Linked DNA regions of Mus musculus: region 1 is linked to region 2. The links are chromatin contacts, called in public HiChIP or PLAC-seq maps. All regions are on one chromosome and are shown on one strand. The core of a region is the stretch at or near the end of the contact, and the rest is flanking DNA. Distances in the headings are between cores, read along the strand shown. Region 1 overlaps Ppp3ca (protein phosphatase 3, catalytic subunit, alpha isoform). Region 2 overlaps Ppp3ca (protein phosphatase 3, catalytic subunit, alpha isoform).

Evidence for each region. HiChIP or PLAC-seq counts read pairs in DNA pulled down with a chosen protein or histone mark.
Region 1: a contact with region 2 is called in a BATF HiChIP or PLAC-seq map of CD8 T cells, with 23 read pairs. The contact joins two enhancer-like sites. A contact is called at or near these places in 20 of 484 Hi-C or Micro-C datasets (B cells, the G1E-ER4 cell line, the N1E-115 cell line and 13 more) and 9 of 115 datasets of contacts at active chromatin or transcription factors (CD8 T cells, the HPC-7 cell line, the SCID.adh cell line and 6 more).

Annotation. Positions count from the first base shown.
Region 1 is chr3:136,741,532-136,746,273 of GRCm38.p6, forward strand. The region is part of intron 1 of Ppp3ca (protein phosphatase 3, catalytic subunit, alpha isoform); the gene reads left to right. Among named protein-coding and RNA genes, the nearest start is that of Ppp3ca, 74 kb to the left of the region's middle. Within about 2 kb of position 1,425, at least 64 of the 459 cell types and tissues checked have an H3K27ac peak or open chromatin away from gene starts, as enhancers often do. A contact at or near this core is called in CD8 T cells, the G1E-ER4 cell line, the HPC-7 cell line and 6 more, where this site is marked.
Region 2 is chr3:136,696,587-136,701,066 of GRCm38.p6, forward strand. The region is part of intron 1 of Ppp3ca (protein phosphatase 3, catalytic subunit, alpha isoform); the gene reads left to right. Among named protein-coding and RNA genes, the nearest start is that of Ppp3ca, 29 kb to the left of the region's middle. Within about 2 kb of position 1,430, at least 71 of the 459 cell types and tissues checked have an H3K27ac peak or open chromatin away from gene starts, as enhancers often do. A contact at or near this core is called in CD8 T cells, the G1E-ER4 cell line, the HPC-7 cell line and 6 more, where this site is marked.

The DNA of each region.
Region 1 (4,742 bases), core at 175-2,674, 45 kb after region 2:
TAGGTTGGACAGACAGACAGACACGGGCACTATTGACACCAGAGAACTGTATCAAGGGGAAGTTGAATCAGAGACATTGTCACATTCTTCACTGTGGCTGTCCAGGTCTGTGTTAGACCCACAGCGTGCACCTTTGCTGCACTGTCATGTGCTCTGGCCAGCAGCTGCTGCTGAGACATTAAGAAAAGAGACCCACTGTAAAGCCTCTTGAACTGGCTGGCTGGCGGAAATGCACACAGGCTGAAGAGAGCAGCCTCTGCCTGGAATGGCAAGAGTGTCTGGAACCGGAATGCTCAGGACATTTCTCCTGCTCTGTCTCCTCAGGCACTTAGGACATTGCAAGGACACACTTTTGAAAGAGGTGGGGGTGGGGCACGCAGTCACAGGGGATTGTGGCTGACACAGTAGCTGTGTATGCAGAATGGGCCGGTTCGAGGAAAGTAGGCATGAGAGACATGCCAGCTCCTTTTAACTTGCATGTCATTGCTCTGACCACAGACCATCATCTGTTAAGGAAGACCTTTTTCCTTTCCTTTTCTTTCCCTTTCCTTTTCCTTTTCCCCTTCCTTCCTTCCTTCCTTCCTTCCTTCCTTCCTTCCTTCCTTCCTTCCTTCCTTCTTTCCCTCCCTCCCTCCCTCCCTCCCTCCCTCCCTCCCTCCCTCCCTCCCTCCTTCTCTCCTTGCTCCCCTCCCTCCCCCTCTTTCTTTCTTTAACCTAGGAAATCTAAAATATCATTCAGAATTTTTCTATTTTTCCGAGTATAATCATTTCAGTGGAGCACTGTGGATAAATCCTATAAAATAATAATGTGCTTTATAATTCTAACCAGATAGCACTGAGCCTTATCACATGCATTCCAGCACCACACTTGCTAAGCTAGGACTAAAATACCTCACAGTTTAGCTTTTCTGTTAGAACATTCTTGGTATTCCCGGTATAACTTGAGCTGTGCACAAGTGGTTCCCACTATGCGGACTCCCCTTTGCATGCAGGACCCTGAAGCAGCTAGAATTTCCTGATCTTCCTGGAGAGCCTGGTCACCTTATTGTAGACCGTTGTTAAATGAATGATTGTTGGCCCCTCAAGTGGAGAGGAGGTGAAAATCCCGGAAATGAGAAGAAAACTGCCAAAATTCAGGCTCCATTCCACTCAGCTTCATGACCTGTGCTTTGCCCAGTTTTCAAAACTGTGTTATCTCAAAGACATGTGAGAGGGAACAGTCGGCCTATAGGGTGGTTGGGCGAAGTGATGTGGTATGTGTGTGTGTGTGTGTGTGGGGGGGGTAGACAAAGATAATGTTGTTTTCCTCTGTGGGGAGAAGGAAGTGTTTAGAGTATTAAAAACACTTAAGCATAAACTGAAGCAAGCCTCTAAGTTCCTGTTTTTGGTAAATGGGGAATCCCAGGGCAAAGATGAAGAGGGCCTACCTGTTATCTGGATGCAATCAACGACTCAAACCCAGAAACCAGTGTGGCTTTTGCATGCTAGGCTTTCCTGTATGACTAGCGATGCTTGTGTGAGAATTCTTATTTAGGGCGTGAAGAGTTAGATTTTGAGAACTGACCGTTTGTCTGTTTTCTTCCCAATGAGGTTTCATGTCTCAGAGTTAAGTTCAAGAACATAAGATGATCTCACTGTAAAGGTTGACTAGAGCCAAGCTGAGCCATTCTTCCAGGCTTTGGGGAAGAGGTGAGGGATGGGTGGGAACAGATGAGGTGAGGATAAAAACTCCTCAAAAAGAGAAGTACATAAGTCATTTTTGCTGTTGTTTTGTTAAAGTTGTACCATGCCTGTCCAAGTCTAGCTAAGGAAACTGCTCACTCAGACGGTATTTTTCTGATTCTACTTGGGAAGAGAGTTAACCAACATTAACATTTTTGGTTACATATGAGGCAACATTCTGAGTAATTTACACTAATTAGTATTATCTGTATTTGTGTGTTTGTGTGTATGCATGTGTGTGTGTGTGTGTGTGTGTGTGTGTGTGAAGGCTCTGTACATCACATTGATGGATAGCTAAGGCATCCATCACACTAAAATCAAGTGGTACTTAACAGAGCAGGCTGCATGCCAGATGCAGTCCAAGTATTTTATATGTTGCAACCCCTGTAATCGTAGCATCACTGTCTTAAATATAAATGTTATATTTAGTCAGTTGTCTCTGGTTTCTGTAATCTAGGTAGTATTGATATAATTCACAAACAATGAATATCTTTGGGCCTTTTTGCAATCTGATAACAGCTTCGAAGAGGTAAAATGAGATGATAGAGGCATTTGGGGTTCTATCACTAATACAGAACTTTGTAAAAAGTGTCATAGTGGCCAGAGGGAGATCTCAACTTCTCAACCTAGGAAGAAACAACCTGCTTCTTTAATGCTTTTCCTTGGGACCTCTGGGATACCTTTCTCCTTTAGTCATCCTTTCAGTCTATGTTCATGAAGGAATAAGCAAGACAACGAAAACAGAATAAATCCGGAGTCAATGGTAGCAGAAAAGTGTCTTGGGAGCTCTTCTTAAGGTGCAGAAATTGTGATTCTCACGTAGATAAAGGACTCTTCAGGGGTGCCCCGGAGAGGGCAATGGCGGACCCATCACCCTCAGCAGATCCAGTCAGATCTCACCACATATTTTTTAGGTGACCCTGACAACATTAAACTTACACAAGTTTTGTTTCTTTCATTGTGAAGAAAATATAGCAGTGAGCAAAGCTACTTCGTAGCATTAATGAGGACACTAAGTAGAATAATGCACTTGAAAATGTCTGGTTCCGTAGATGGCACACACAGTGAAGGCCGGTTCTCCTTTTGTTCTGTTTAGTGGCTGTGACTTTATCTGTTGTCTTAGACAAACAGTCCTGATGGTGCTGCTTCTCCTGGGACCAGGCAAACACTCCCCAAACACACAGTGCTTTCATAACAGGCCTGTTGACTCCTTTTCTCATTAGCATTCTGCAGCCAGCTCCACTCATTCTAACCACATCAGGCTTCTAAAGGCTCCTTAAGTGGAACTCTCTGTTGTAGATAGGCTTTATTTGATATCAGCTCGTACTAACACAAGTGAGCTGGTGCCTTGGCTCACCAAATATTTGCCATCATTGTTGGCCAACGATCTTGACTGATGTGCTTTGAAAACATGTGTCGTTACATTGCTAGCAGGTGGGCATTTGTGGTTTCTGGGACTGTCATACGATTCGACACCTGAATGACATCATTGTTGGACTGAAGCAACGATGGCTGAGACTGTACTTTGCTGACTGGAATGTAATCTGAAAGGCAGTATTCTTTTCTCATTTGGTATGAGTCTCTTCTGATGTTTGATGACTCTAGACGGTTGAGTTCATAGACTCGGATGCTCATCTGATAGGATGATGATATAGTCTCTGTGTTATATTAGTAACTGCTCTCTAGGAAGAATCCACACATGGACTGTGGTAATAATACGTGTTTTCAGAGAGCGCGTCTGTGAAGCAAGTGTAGTGAGTAATAGCTCAGCATCATGTTCAAGGGCAAAAAAGGAGTAAAGGTCATTAGATGTACTTGTTGCTACCCCCACCCCCACCACACACACACACACTCTTATTTTAGCCACAAATAACAGGAAAGTATATCCAATGACAAGTATGTAGATAAAAGAAGGACAGAATGATTTAGAAATCACAACCCTGTTTTAAAAGAGGGATGAAAGGAGAAGAGAAAAGCCAACAGTAGACTTCAAAGGGTTTGTTCTGATGTTTTCCTTAAGAAAACACAGTATTAGCACAGTATGAAAGGCAATAGTAATGAGACAAGGTAACAACCTAACGGATCTTCCAGTGTGCAGAGAAATGATGTCCAGAGACAAACATGTAAAAGCAGCATTTACATAAGCCTTAATTGCTTAAAATTTGGAAACTTTAATTTCCAGGGGATTAACATCTAAGTTACAGCACTGCTGTGCATCTTGTCAGGATTTGGTTACTTTTGATTGCTACTAAGACACTAGATTTGTGTGTGTGTGTGTGAAACAGTTCAATTAATTGTAAATATAACCAAGACAAAATATTGGCGAGGACAGCAGAGTCTGTGCCTTCCCTCACCGCCCCTGCACTCGGACGGACGCACAGCTGTGATTTAGCAAGCAGCAGGTGCACAGAGCTACTGTAAGTGGGAAAGCAAAGGCGGTGATGTAACTAGGGTTTACCGTTGTTGGTGTTGCTGTTGTTGTTGTTGTATAAAGTGAGGAAAAAGAGTTTCTGGTCTCCAGTGAAATAAGGGACAGAACTTGAGTTCCAGAGAAGGAGGGAAGAAGCAGATGTTTGAAGTTGATGTCAATGCTGAGTGCTGATTCCTCTACCCCAGTGGGCCACATTCTAGCAACCCTCTCTCTTCCCTTTTCTGTTGCTCCTCCTTCTTTGCATTCCCAAGGATTTTGTCAATAGCATTGTAGGAATTAATGAAAACTTAAAGGTTCTTGAGGTTATTAGAATGTAAATATGATGTGATGTAAGTGGCTATTTACATGTGACAGGTGGCATCAAACAGCATTGATCAGCAATAAGGAAGAGCACATCTCAGAGGTTTGTCACTGGGTTTAGGGATTAGACCTCTCTGGTCATAGCTTTGGAGAAAAGTCTAGATAAGTTCCTAGGAGTAATAAGAAATTTGGCAACCACAGGGCTCCTCCCCTCCCCTCCCCTCCCCTCCCCTCCCCCTCCCCCCTCCCCTTTTTCCTTTCCTTTCTTTACTGGGTTGGGGAGGGGGCT
Region 2 (4,480 bases), core at 180-2,679:
AACTGACTTGCCAGGGAACAAGCCAGACTTGTAGGCAGCAGCAGGGTCCAAGGATGCCTGCCCATGCCCAGGCTATAGATGCACCAATCTGTTACTGTCTTGTCATGATGATTTAACTGGGGCATGCTTGCGAGCATCTGGGGACATTCATATGTACAGAGGTCCAGATTGCTTTGGTAGCTGAAGCAGCATTCATGCCTAATTTCTTGACAATTTTGTTTTTTTTTTTTTTTTTTTTTTTCTTGTGTTCTCTACTTTGACATTTACGCTTGATCTTCCCAAAGCTTGGCTAACAAATACCTGTTAGACTCAAGTACATTATCATTGGTAGAAATTTACCGTAGTGATCATGTAATGGAGTCTCCTGTGAGCAGACTCTGGAGTAAGGCTGCTAATTTCATTTAGTAAACATTAGTTCTTCATAATACACATTGGAAACAACGCTCCCAAATGGAAAATTGCATCAGCCATTTTGATTTTTCTTATAATGAGAAAAATGTAATATATTCTTCCTAAAAATTTACCTTGACTCTATCCTATTTACCTCAAACTTGTTTGAAAGATCGAAAATATTATGAAATAAATTAGGAAATACAAGCAAATTCCTATGCAGATCTATGATATTACCTTTAAGTATCCATTCTTTTATTCTGGAATAATAATACTAGAATTGAATTTGATCTAGCACTTCCCTACCCCCCACTCCCGCCAGCCAGAAGGCACCACACATTTCCAAGTCTGCCGTGTAGTCAGCTGAGTCCTGGAGGTGAAGTCTATCTAGTGTAAGGTGATGAGAGTGTTGACGGTTACATATAGAATATATCCATATAAGGAAGAGGTGCTATATTTCTTTTCCTGATTGCTTTTCTGGCTCATGGAACATAGAGGTGATGGCTGAGGCTCTGGAAATCATTTGGACCACACTAATAAGAGTCCCATCCTAGAGAATATAAAGTGATCAGGTAATATAAGGTGATGAGGCAAAAGGAAATGTGATAATGATTTTGTGGTCTTACCCTGGTAAAGGTAGTTACTTACTTTAACCTAGTCTCTGTGTAAGATAAACTTTTGTCTTAATTTAAGATATTGTTATTCTAAGAGATATAGTTCCTTTCCTGTACAAAAAGGCCAGTGAACACTCTCATGGTTGTGTAATTCACTCCCCCAAGCCCAGTGTTACGCCTAATGAGTGACATTGATTGTCTCATGGAAATGTCAGTGGATAAAGAGACCTGGCAAGATACCCAGAGGAGAAAGGGCATGGCTGTGACTTTGACTCCTACTTACTGCACATTCTCAGGAAATTATTTAACCTTCTTTAGTCACAGTTTCCTGTTCTGCAAAACCAGTTACAGTGTGCCTTAATCTGCTCTAATCAGGCATCTTAAACTGTGATCTGGGCACAACAGAAATGGCTTGCCTGCCTCCCTGCAAGCAGGAAGTCTGTGATCACTGTGCCAGCATGGTTGAGGTATCGGGAAGGGCCCCTGTACATAGAGATGTCTCACTGTAACTGACTATTGCATGGGTTTGGTAGCTCAGTGGGCTGTGTATGTAAGAAAACTAATTCTAGTCACAACGGTTCTGTCCTCATGAACTGCTCATCTTCCTAAGGTCACACCTCTTTTGCTATCATTTTAACACTTGGGTTTCAGTGTGAATTTTGGGCCACAAACATGCCATAGGTATAAGCTTGGGTCCCCCCACTCCTTCCGGCCCCCATTTTGTAATTGTTCTTTAAACAATAAGCTTTAATGATTCAGTGTTTGCATTGTATTCCTTTCAAATAATCTACAGATGACTCAGACTGTATGGAAGGATATGCACAGGTTACATAGAAACACCAGCCCATTTTTTTTATATATAAAGAAGGTGAACGCCTGCAGAGCTTGGTGTCTTCAAGATCTGGGAACAAGTCCACCTTGAGTGCTAAGGCACAACTGCAAAGATTTGCAAGATTTGGCACAATTACGGAGCAGAGCTCAAATTTACATTTGTTGTCCACCTATTTATTTATTTATTTGCTTATTTATTTATTATTGTTACGCATTTACTTGTGTGTTTGTTCAGGCATGGCTCTTATGTACCCAAGGCTGTCAATTGAACTCTTTCGTCTCTGTTTATCCCCCCTGAGTATTGGAGTTAAAGGCATGTCCAGTGAACTAACCAATTTAATTATTTCCCTTGTTTTATTTTTCTTCAAGCCTTAGGAGTTCCTGTCAAATGATGTCCTTGCATAGAAGAAATAAAGTCTCCAGGAGACAAAACATGTTAGAGACACAGATATGGTGAATCTGTAGGCAAACTGAAGAGATCACTTCTGGAATAGTCATGCCAGAAAGCAAGAGAATACAGCCCTGTGCTTGAAGGAATTCATGGGGCTTGAGTACTGTGTTCTTAGCACTGCATCTTTATGTTTTAAGGCTAGTTTCAGGATCTTACATAGAGGCAATAGCTATTTAATGGACTCGGGTTTTGCCTTCATAAATGGAGCTGTTAAACTTGAGAACAAGAATCAAGAACCAGCGGTTTCTAGCCAGGCTTTGGAAAAGTGCAAATAAGGTCCATTGTGCCATGTGCAGCACTTCTTATGGAAGGAGGGACTAGTCAACGTTGCTAAAGGTGTGGTTTCAAGGCATGGAGGTTTTCAGTAATAGGAATGGGTTGAAAGTTAGTGTTAGGTTTTCCATTTGTGTGTGTGTGCGTGTGCGTGTGTATGTGTGTGTGGCTCAAGTGAAAATATCAAGTGAGTTGGGCGTGGTGGCACACGCCTTTAATTCTAGTACTATGGGAGGCAGAGGCAGGCGGATTAATGAGTTCGAGGCCAGCCTGGTCTACAAAGTGAGTTCCAGGATAGCCAGGGCTACACAGAGAAACCCTGTCTCGAAAAAAAAACAAACAAACAAACAAACAAAAAAACAAAAAAAAGAAAGAAAGGAAGGAAGAAAGAAAGAAAGAAAGAAAGAAAGAAAGAAAGAAAGAAAGAAAGAGAAAAATCAAGTGAAAGTGTTTATATTCTCTGGAGTCTGTGGCTGCCTGTGCAGGTCAGAGGATACCCTAAGGTGTCATGCTTCAGGTTTCACACACACACACTCTCTCTCTCTCTCTCTCTCTCTCTCTCTCTCTCTCTCTCTCTCTCTCTCTCTAAGTGAGGGGCTCTTACTGGCCAGAAACCAAGAAGCAGACAAGTCTGCCCAGCAACCCTAGGCCCACCTGTCTCTGCCACCTGTCTCTGCCACCTGTCTCTGCCACCTGTCTCTGCCCACCTGTCTCTGCCACCTGTCTCTGCCCACCTGTCTCTGCCCACCTGTCTCTGCCCACCTGTCTCTGCCCACCTGTCTCTGCCACCTGTCTCTGCCCACCTGTCTCTGCCACCTGTCTCTGCCACCTGTCTCTGCCACCTGTCTCTGCCACCCCCCTCCCCCAGAGCTGTGACTATAGTCACATGCTGTCACACCCCTCCTTCTTGTTTGGGTTCTGGAGTTTTGGGTTCAAGGCAAACACAGTGCTAACTAAGCCTTCTCTCCCGTGCCCTTCTGCTCTTTTGACATATATTTTTAGATGTGTGTCATTAAGTCATTTTCAATAATGCATGATGAGAGGTGTTGCAACGCCACTGTACTTTATAGGACAGCCAACAGCATGGATTATTGTGAAAATTAAATTGTTTGGTAACTTGTCTGGTAATATGTACTTAATTAAAATGTGATAAATAAGAAATCCCCTTTAAGATCTTATTCTTGAAAATCAACATGTGTTGAAATGTCAACGCTAATCTCTGCCAAAATTAGTGTTGAAGATCACAGACTCTGGCAAATGTCTGATTACCTTCACTTTCTGGATTGCGTCACAGTTTTGCATATAGAATCGAGGATGCATTCTTGGGCATTTAATACATCTAAAAGTACAGATATGTTCTGCTTTCTCTCCCAGTGAATCCAGGTCTCTAACTAGTGTTTCTCTGGCACCCTCACCCTAGTGTCCCACCCAGATGCAGTGTTCACAGAAGACAATGGTTGGGACCAGGCTCTGCCCTCATTCTCACACACTCGTTTGTCAGCTGGGTTGGTATCGTGTTATCTGACCCTCTTTTCTCATTAGAGCCACTCACAAGATGTTTGCTAATGTCTTAACGCACCCAGGCAACGCGGAGGACTTCTGATTTTGCTCCTAACAGATTAGCATTTTGCTAATAATAGATCGTTCTTCTAGAGGTGTTTACTTAGTGGCTTCTGCGGAGGAAGCTGTGTAGTCCGCTCACGTGAGACTGAGAGGGTTGATGGCCACCACCACAGAGCAGGAAATAGAAAGTGGAACACGGAGGAGCAGAAAGAATTCTGGGATAGAGCCAGGCACCTGAAGATGTAAGGAGACAAATGCATGGTACCTGAGCACAGGTAGTCAGCCATGTGGCAGGATGTAGATTAGAATAAATGGGTTATTTTAAGTTGTGATATAGTCAGAGAAGAACCTAGCTATC